2 separate regions of the Gossypium arboreum genome follow, and region 2 is linked to region 1. Evidence: chromatin contacts called from public Hi-C data. All regions are on one chromosome and are shown on one strand. Each heading gives the region's core, a stretch centred on a gene start, on an enhancer-like site or on the middle of the called end of the contact. The rest is flanking DNA. Distances are from core to core; before and after follow the strand shown. Region 1 holds the start of LOC108479975 (peptidyl-prolyl cis-trans isomerase CYP65). Region 2 holds the start of LOC108479481 (protein REBELOTE).

Region 1 (4,665 bases), core at 1,046-3,545:
CCCGGGTAACCTTACTGTCAAGTGCATTAGGATTCTGCAAACATGAGCAGAAATACAAGAAGGAACTTATAATCATTATGTGACACTGGCGAAACAAATAATTGCTGTATTAATCAAATAAAAACAGAATATGAATTAAATGCACTGCTTACCTGAATTGTAATTATATCTTCCTTAGTGAAAGGTTCATCTGTAAGAAGCTCTTTCCAATTTTTGGTCTTGATGTTTAATTCTTTAATTGCCTGCAATAGAAACAAAAAGGAAAAACAGTATCATGCTTTAACACATCTATCTGACCTTAAGAGGAAATGTTGACAATATAAGCAATAAACTATACCTCATAACAGAAAACATTTCCTGAAGTCTTCACAGCAACTATGTGTGTGTACTCGGTAAAAACTTTGTTCAGCACAGGACAATGATACTCCCCTGCATTAAGGCACCATTTCAATATCCTTGAGGCATGAAAACTAAACCAAACGTGCAAATACTAAAGACATCTAAAATAAAGTCAATTCTAAAATATATATAACTGAAAAGAATAGCAACCAGCATACCAACATAGTTGCACATAAAACAATAAAGTAGAACAACATTCATGAACAGCCTTCTACCAAATTGCACCAGTATAATCAATATAACAACAGTAATAAGAAGACCATAGCAAGGTTTACATCTATTACCCATGAGAATTAATAGCCTTTATTTCCACCATCACCAAAGAGTATTTCAAGCATTTATTCCATTTCTCATTTAGTTAAAATTGATTCCCCAAAGATATGATTTCAAAGTATAACAAACATAGGATTTATTAGTATGTGCAAGTGCAATTTCCCCTACTACCCTTGTTACCAACTTCACAGTAATTGCAGAAGGTTGTCTTGACAGAACCTACAAATATTAAACTGTGACACTGAAGAAAGAGGCCATAGACAAGCAGACTCTAATTCCAACTTCTTGATTTTTGGCTCAAAATTAAACCAAAGATGAAGTGCACTCTAGTCTGGCAGAACCTTAAGTATTTAAAATAATAAAGAACAGGAAGTAACTACAAAAGCGGGCAGAAATTGCATCCTTCACAAGCTCGTTTATAGAGAAAATGACAATAATAACCTAAATATAACATGCAACAACCGTCCCATGGTTTCATTTTTTCAACCCAAAACAAGGTAACTGTCTAACATCCAAAATTCACATGTCATAGCTAAATGAAGACACACACACACACACTCAAGTTCAACCTTGTTGAAAAAGTTATAAGAAGTCAGGTAAAGAATAGAAGACCAATATTTAGTTTTGCAGGAAATTGCTGTAACTCATGCAAAATATACATCCACCATTTATCTCATGCACCAAATAAAAGAACCTAGAAAGCTATTAATGTAATCTATAATCAAATCGACAATTCACACAAGGAACAGCATCTTAATTAAACTATATTTTTTTTACTATAAGGAACAATATTTCAAACAAGTATCCCCTTTTAACATGAACTTTAGAAAATTTACTTCTAAATCTACAACATACTTTGTTGAAACCTGACAGCAGTATATTATATGGCTTGCTCAATTTCTTTGGTTCATTGAATTAAAACGTGAACTCGAAAATAAATATTTCAAACCTTCAGAGTTCTTGTGGAAAGTAAGATTGATAAGATCCTCCTGCTTCAATGGAGCCCCAGTAACCGGATGCTTCCCATACTTTCTTATATAGGGAACTACATTCCTGCACAAGAAAACAATAAAAAAATAACAAAACCCCCTAAATTACACTATATAAAAGCTTGAAATAAGTAACAACGAAATGAAAAGATACCAACATTAAATCGAAGACGCTGCCATCCTTCGTGCATACAGGCAACTCGAAGGGCGTGAATGTAAGGCTGAATAAGACAACCAGAAAAAAAATGAATATAATAAGATATAAAGCAAAAATGGTATAAAGCAAAAATGGGAATGGAAAGTGAGGCATACGCGCAGCAATAGAAGGGAAGGCGTTTGAAAGGTGTACGATTTTCTTTGGATTTAGCGCCGCCCCACTCGGTAGCCCACTCCGTCTTCGTTATGAACATTCGATCTTTGCTGTGCTGTTTCTTTCCCATCTTGGCGACCTTCTCCGGGACAATTCAATTGCTATGGCTAGGGCTTATGATTTGGGGGACGGGGAATTGGATTTTTTTCTGGTGAGGGATTAGGGATTATGGGGAGAGACTTTGACTTTTGACCGCTTTGAGACCCAGAGTATCAGAGTATCGCTTCCGATAATTACCGACCTTTTGAATCAGCTAAAACGGCCCAATTTAAAGCCCGTTGAAATAATTGGGCTTATTTTCATTTATTCAAAAAAACTTGAAAACTTCCCATTTTCTTTTTCTTTTTATATATTATAAAACAGTTCATATTTTTTCGATAAACTTTCCATATCAGTCCCTATAATGTATCTCATATTGCATTTATCGAATCTATCATGTATTAATTCTCTTTCTCTGAAAATATAGAAAAATGGATATGTGAAAATTTAGTCTGTGTATATTAGATGAATTAGCAAAATAGTCTCTCTATTAAAATTATATCGTTAAATGTTCATTTTGATTATATATATATATGACATAATAATAAATTTAACTCGTGAACTTTACATCTTTATTCAATTTAGCTCTTTTTACCCTTCTTTGTTGATGTGCCATTATTTTATTCAATTTAGCTCTTTTTACCCTTCTTTGTTGATGTGCCATTATTTTATCTTTTAAGCCATAGGTGGCCGAATGTGGCATTAAGTTTTAGAGAGATCAAATTAAAATTTTCAAAATTTTTGATGTTTAATGAGATTTTTCAAAAAAAAAATAAGGCTCTAATTTTTTTTAGAAAATTAATGAGTAATTAAATTTTTTAAAAGGGTTTAATTAAAATTTTCAAAACTTTTAAAGAGCTTAATTAAATTTTTCAACAAATTTGGGGGCCTAAGTAAATTATGAATAATTTTGAAGGGTTTATTAATCATTTTCAAATTTTGAGAGGATCAAGCCCTTTGACTCTTTTTATATTCCGTCTTTGTATGTCATGTCAACAAATATTAAAAATATTTGAAAATTTAAAAATATAATAAATTTTAATAAATTCTAAAAATTTTATAAATTTCTAAAAGTAAAGGGATGGAAATGTAATTAAACCTCTCCATTTTAGTTTTCAATTAAATTTTTTATTCAATCAATTCTAACTATGGTTGTTTGAATTGGATTAAATTAATTAAATTAAAAATTGATAGAAATATTAATCTAGATAGAACATCAGAGCAATTGACTTAAAAATCAATACAAAGCAATTGAGCTCAATAATTAAACTGAATTAAATTACTTTTATATATTTTTAATAATAAAACCATCAATCCAATTCCTTTACTCTAAAGTCCAAACAATGAATTGCCTTCACACGTTTCTCCACTAGTCAACTCGACAAATGGGTTAACACCCAGTCCCAATAATAACCGGAATTTCTTCCGAAAGAAAGGTGTGATATTTGTATTGGTTTTAGTAAAATTATCGTTATTGATTAAAAAAAATGGAGGCTTTTTCAAAGTTTCTTTACTTTTCAAGTATTTTAATTGTTTCATAATTTGGATGAAAACTAGAAAAGCATCATTTGTCAAATTGGGCTTTAGTAATTGCATAATTTTATCGGTGTTCAACTACATTTTTTTAAAGCTTGTTAGGTTAGAATTTGTGCTCTAAGTTGAATGATTTCATCATAGTTTTAATTTTTAATTGATTTAATAAATAAAATTACAATGTGTTCACTTAATATACTTTATATGAGTGTTTTCAAATGTGAAAACTAAATGAATAAATGAATATTGACTCACTAATTATTCAAGGTTTAATTAATAATATGTTACATTATATGATCGATTATAAAATGAGGAGACAATTTATACTAGTAGTTAATCTAAATTATTTGTAGTTCATAGAATCAAATTGATCAAATAATTCATACTAGGACTATTAACTTGTCTATCAGTCCAATCGGAGAGATAACTTATCTTGACTATCGAAGCTAGATTGACTCTTAGAAATAGAGACATAGATATGATTATTTGAACTAACAATATATCGAACGGGACCCAAGTTGAATAAAAAATGAGTTGCAATAAAAATTTGTGGTTTCTTATTAACTTACGTTAAAAAGTAACAAAGAGGAAGATATGAGTTACAATGAAAATTTGTGGTTTCTTTATTGATGTCATCTATATTTACATCGTTATAGATAAGTTAAAAAATACATCATCAGCATCATCAGGGAGAATGTGTGCCGCACGACAGTGGGTGACTATCGTGAGGAGGATTTCTGCGTGCAACTATTACTAAGGGCTCATAAACTGGTTCGTTACCATTGTCCTCATTATGTTTGTCTTTACCCCCACCCTCGTCGCCATCATCTTCATGTTCATGTTCATATTCGCCTTCGTCATTTTCTTCGTCTTCACCTTGGTCTCCATCGCCTTCATTCGTGCTCGAGTGTAGTTGTAACACCCCTCACCCGTATTCAACGCTAGAATAGGGTTACGGAGCATTATCAGACTTATAAAAAATTAAACATTCGTATCACATACATTTTTAAATTTCATGCAATCATCATTCAAACTCAATCACATTGTCCTTAATACAAGCCT
Region 2 (4,958 bases), core at 2,215-4,714, 330 kb after region 1:
CAATTGACTAATCATCACAAGATATTAATATATTAGCTCTTCTGAAGCTTTTGACTAATTTTTTACTACCAAATATTGGAATAATATTGGTTTATATTTTCTTTTACGTTCATTTCGGGGAATGCAATAGATTTACTAGGATGAACTTATAAACATCCCAAAAATTCTTTAATTCATAATCACCATTGCAAACATGCGTGGATTTCAAATTAAAATCTATCTATTCATGTTGTTATGATTAGTCTCCAATTATAATAAACATGATATAATAAATAAATCATAGTAAAATATATCTAAGATTCTTTAACATCATTGTTAACACCCTCTGGCTATTATCATGAACATTGAGTGGTTAAAGGCTCTAATGATTACCTATAGTGCGTAGGCCTCAATTGAAATAGCAATAGCTCTAAGAGGTAATCGACAACAAAAAATTTTGGGATATTTTTGTGACTTATGGAGAAACCCAATTGAAAGAGTATCTTGTTGACAATGTGTTATAAAATAAATAAACAAAGAGTAAAGAACAATGAAAATGGGAGAGCAAAAAAGAGAGCATATTTTATTGATCAATCGAAAATTTACAAAGTTTCCCTAAAGTCTCTATTTATAGGTATAAGAAGTATAAATGAAGTAGAGATCTAATTCTAATGACTAGTAGAATTTAAAGTACATCAAAACTTATCTTGATCTTAATGAACATCCACTTAATAATATATTCATAACATTAACAATGTTATTGTAAGTGACTTAAGTTGTTAATTGTAACACTCCAAACTCGGCCTAGGCATTATGACCAAATTTGGAAGTGTTGCCTAAGTTCTTTCGGAAATCCAAAAATAGACTTTCAATTATTTAGGAAAACACTACTTTAGTATAAAATCACTAGGTTTTTGTAGATATGTGCTATTAAAATCTTTTAGTTTTGCAGCGAAATTTCTTATATAATTGGAATTTTGTAAAACATGATTTGATTTTGCAGATAAAATTTTTGTAATTTTGAAAACGCTTAAACAATTTAAAACGAAAATAGTATCCAAAAATTAAAACATTCCAAATGTCCCAAAACAATCCAACATAAAAAAACAATCCAAATCAGATTGAAATAACAAAATTAAAAAAAATGTTTAACTAAGATCCGTCACACTGACCCATTTTAAGTCTGGGGGTTACTTGAAAGTAAATAGACAGAGGAGAGATTTCAAGCTCAGTGTGTAACTTATAACAGTAGATACCATAGACACAATTTCAACATGTTTTCAAATATCATTTAGTCATATTTTATAATAAAGCAGAAACAAAACATATCAGATACAGATTCACAATCCTACCCCTATCCATTACACACCATCTCCGACCATCCCTACACACCATATAAGGTATTATATACCCATCCAACCTTACACACCGCTTAGTGACTGTATGTTACTTTTCAGAATATTTGCAATCTAGTTGTCAGATCATTAGGCGATAATTCACTAAAAATAGATATATATGTGTTAAGCCATCAGATACGACAAATAGATTAAACTGCCCACACTTCCTCCATAACCATATTTCCCATCCCAATGCACATGCAAAACTAATAAATATCAGAAATTTATATGACATACATGCTTTTATAACATATTCATATTAGACTTATCATAATACAGCTCATATTTATCATAGCATAGATCATACCTACCATAATACAGATTATACTGAGCATATAACATATTAGTTATGTGTACATAAATCGTATTTAACACAAACAGAACATCAGAAATCATGATTTATAACTTAATTTGTATCATATAGCTCTACGAAAGGCCCATATTTGACTTGTATGACGAATATGGTCCTAGGGAAAAATTTCAAAATTTGGGCTTACACGCTCGTGTGGCCCGCACGGCCCAATTGGCCTAAACTGTGTGGTTCACACAGTTTGTAATATGGCCGTGTGTCACACATGGCTTACCACACAGCCGTGTGACATCGACAGTCCCAAATTTTAGCTTTCGCCATTTGTTGTTTTCTCAGGTTTTCGTTACACACGTGGTTGATTTTTGATGTAGATTGAAGGATGAATACTCTAGTACCTAAAATGACCATTGACATGAATTAATTAACTTAATTTAACAAAACCCAAGTGCTAAATCATAACCCAACAACAACACTTAAACTTCAATACAAAGAATTCGACCTTAAATAATGACGAATACATTCACTTACCCTTAAGAACAACAATTAACTCCCTAGAGGAACACCAAACGTCTCACGATTTTCCCCTAATTGAGCATAAAAATGATTAAACACAATAAAAAACTACTTCCATTACAAGGAATAAAGAAAATCCTAACTTACACATCAACTAACTGAAATAATAACTTCACCCACCCCGAGTACTTACCAAATCAGAACAACAAGAATGGAATTGAAAGCAAGCGGGGTTACGAGCAAAGCCGAATTGACAAATAGAAGAAAGAAGAACCAAAATTGAACTTAAATTTTGTTTGGGAAAGAAAAATAACAAAAAGGGATGAAATGGAAAAAAAAACAACAGAAACAACAAAATTAGGAGAATGAAAAAGGAAAAAACATTATAGAATTTCAATTCGACTCCACTTCTACATGTGAACAACACACAGAGGAAGTAAAAATAAACATACCTACTTGCTCACGCGGGGATTCAAACATAAAACCAAAGGGCAAACTAACACCTTACCACTAAACTAGCAAGCTCATTTTATCATAAATTGATCAAATATAATACTTAAGCCGAATAACAAAGATAGGCCTACGAACAAAAATAACTAAATTTCCCTAAAAGAGAGATTTAAACCCATGACCTCAAACACACATTCAAGGCCCTTAACCATTGAAGCAATTATTTAATTATGACAAAATTTAACAAATCAGAAATTCAAAATTTTTGGGCGTTACATTAATAATTAAAGTTAAATGATGCAATTTGATTAAATAAAAAGTTTGTGGTCTATTTGAAAGTTGAGGTTAAGTTCAATGATTTATAATGTAGATTACATAATATACACGGTACTTATTGTTGCTAAATGAGAATTACAAGTTAAAACCTCTCGTAGTAATAATTAATAGCAAGTTTTGTTTTTTTTTATCTTTAATTTGTTGGAACATACGGGAAAATTTATAAAGTTTTATTTTTCTATTATTTTTAATAACTAAAGCAAAAATAAAAGAATAGGGGTTAAATTGATAAAATTTGTAAAGGTTGAGGAGTTAAATTTGTGATTGTTTCTATTTTTTAATAATGTTAATTGAAAAATTAATGAAATGACTGAAAATTAGCAAATCAAAAAATAGTGGACCAATTTTGAGCAAATAAAAGTAGATAAATTAAATCAGCATAAAGCACAAATTAATAAGTATAGGACTATCCTCAAAATTTAAACTTTTAATGGGTTGCAAAAATGGATTGAAATGTGTAATGCAAAGCCTACCAATTTGAAAAAAAAAAAAGTACTAATTCGAACATTAAATTCAAATTTAGGTGCCAAAAGGTAAATTGAAATAAGTAGGGTTTGAAGGTGTTGACTATTAAACTTAAAGCAGTCAGCCGCCCATCAGAATTCAACTTCTCTTTCCCATCCGTCCTTTAAGCGAAATCCGACGGTTTAAATTCGTTAGGTTTTGCAACAGGAAAGGAAGAATCTAATCCGTCTAAATCCAGCCAGCTGCCCGTCGATAGCCGTCTCTACTCCGGCGGCCACCCCGTCTCCCGGTTCCTCTGTCGCCGGCGCCTATTACCGTTGTGTCGCCCCGTTCGTTCTTCCATCAAGACACTGTCGTCGTTCCGGTGAAGCTGCTGCTTCCTCTGTCGCTGGCGTTCACCACTGCCTTCGCCTCCTCCGCTTCAGCCTTCAGTCGTCGCCGTCCCGCTGTGCCGCCGGTCAATCTCGTCCAATTCCTGGTATCTCCATGACTTCTATGGACAGTTGTTTTTTTTCTATGGACAGCTGCAATTTCTTGATTTTGTTGATGATAAATTAATTTTTGTGTAAGTTGCAATTTTTTAATACATATTACAGTTTTGTCTCCATTCCACTCACTCCACCAATTTCTAAAACCCTAACAGTAAGAAAGAAAATACCACCAATTTCTCCACCCGCCACCGCCATCATCGTTTCATAAGCAGTTAGGCACTCTATTTTTGCAGCTCACCCTTTAATAGAAAAAATAAAAAAGGCCTGTAACCCGGAATACACCGCTCGGACACGGTTCATGAAACAATACAATAGAAACCTAGTCCCTAACAATTCAAGAAAAACTAGGTTTTTTTCAATCTCTTCTATATTCAATCCTACTTTTCCTCGAAGCTGCCAGTAAATCAAATTTTCTTTTTGGGTGTTTGCTTCTTTAATTTCTTGATTAATCGGTGAGCTCTTTTCGTTCTTCAATCATTAATCGGTGAGATCTTTCCGTTCTTCAATCACTTAATGCATCGTTTTGTTTTTTTAGTGTTTAATGTTATATTGAATTCATTGTTAAAGATTATTTCTTTGGTCTATTCTTTGAATGAGAGATACATGGATTTTAAGTTTTGAATTCAGTGTTAAAGTGTCTCAAAAGCTTAAATTCTCAGTTATTTAAAGGTTCTTCAACTTTACTGGAGTTAACTGTTTAGCCCTAGAATAGGAGTACTTCATGGATTAGAATAGGAGTACTTCATGGATTAGAAAGCTATAACTTTTTCTTGCCATTGATGTAGGTGCTGGAGATTCATACTAATTTACATGTGGTTTAAGTTTTAAGAAATGGGTAATTGTTAAGGGTCAAAATGGGATTGATCCTAGTTCTCAATACTCAAGTTTTGTAACTTTAATTTTCAGATTAAATTATTTACCTTTATACCAAACTATGACGCAATGTCGAAGAAAGATAGTTGAGCTATAGGAGAGCATAATAAGCACATGAAAAGTTGTATCGGCAAATCAGAAGTG

Evidence for each region. A called contact is a pair of places that touch in the nucleus more often than the background predicts.
Region 2: a contact with region 1 is called in a Hi-C map of leaf, with 6 times the contacts expected there. The contact joins the promoter of LOC108479481 here to the promoter of LOC108479975 in region 1. A contact is called at or near these places in 2 of 5 Hi-C or Micro-C datasets (both in leaf).

Annotation. Positions count from the first base shown.
Region 1 is chr12:49,249,146-49,253,810 of ASM2569848v2, forward strand. It overlaps LOC108479975 (peptidyl-prolyl cis-trans isomerase CYP65), which reads right to left and starts at 2,296. Exons shown (of 12, transcript XM_053023383.1): 1 at 1,974-2,296; 2 at 1,820-1,882; 3 at 1,622-1,725; 4 at 338-429; 5 at 153-242; 6 at 1-34. The coding sequence starts at 2,101.
Region 2 is chr12:49,581,534-49,586,491 of ASM2569848v2, forward strand. LOC108479481 (protein REBELOTE) reads left to right here and starts at 3,465. Exons shown (of 14, transcript XM_017782112.2): 1 at 3,465-4,425.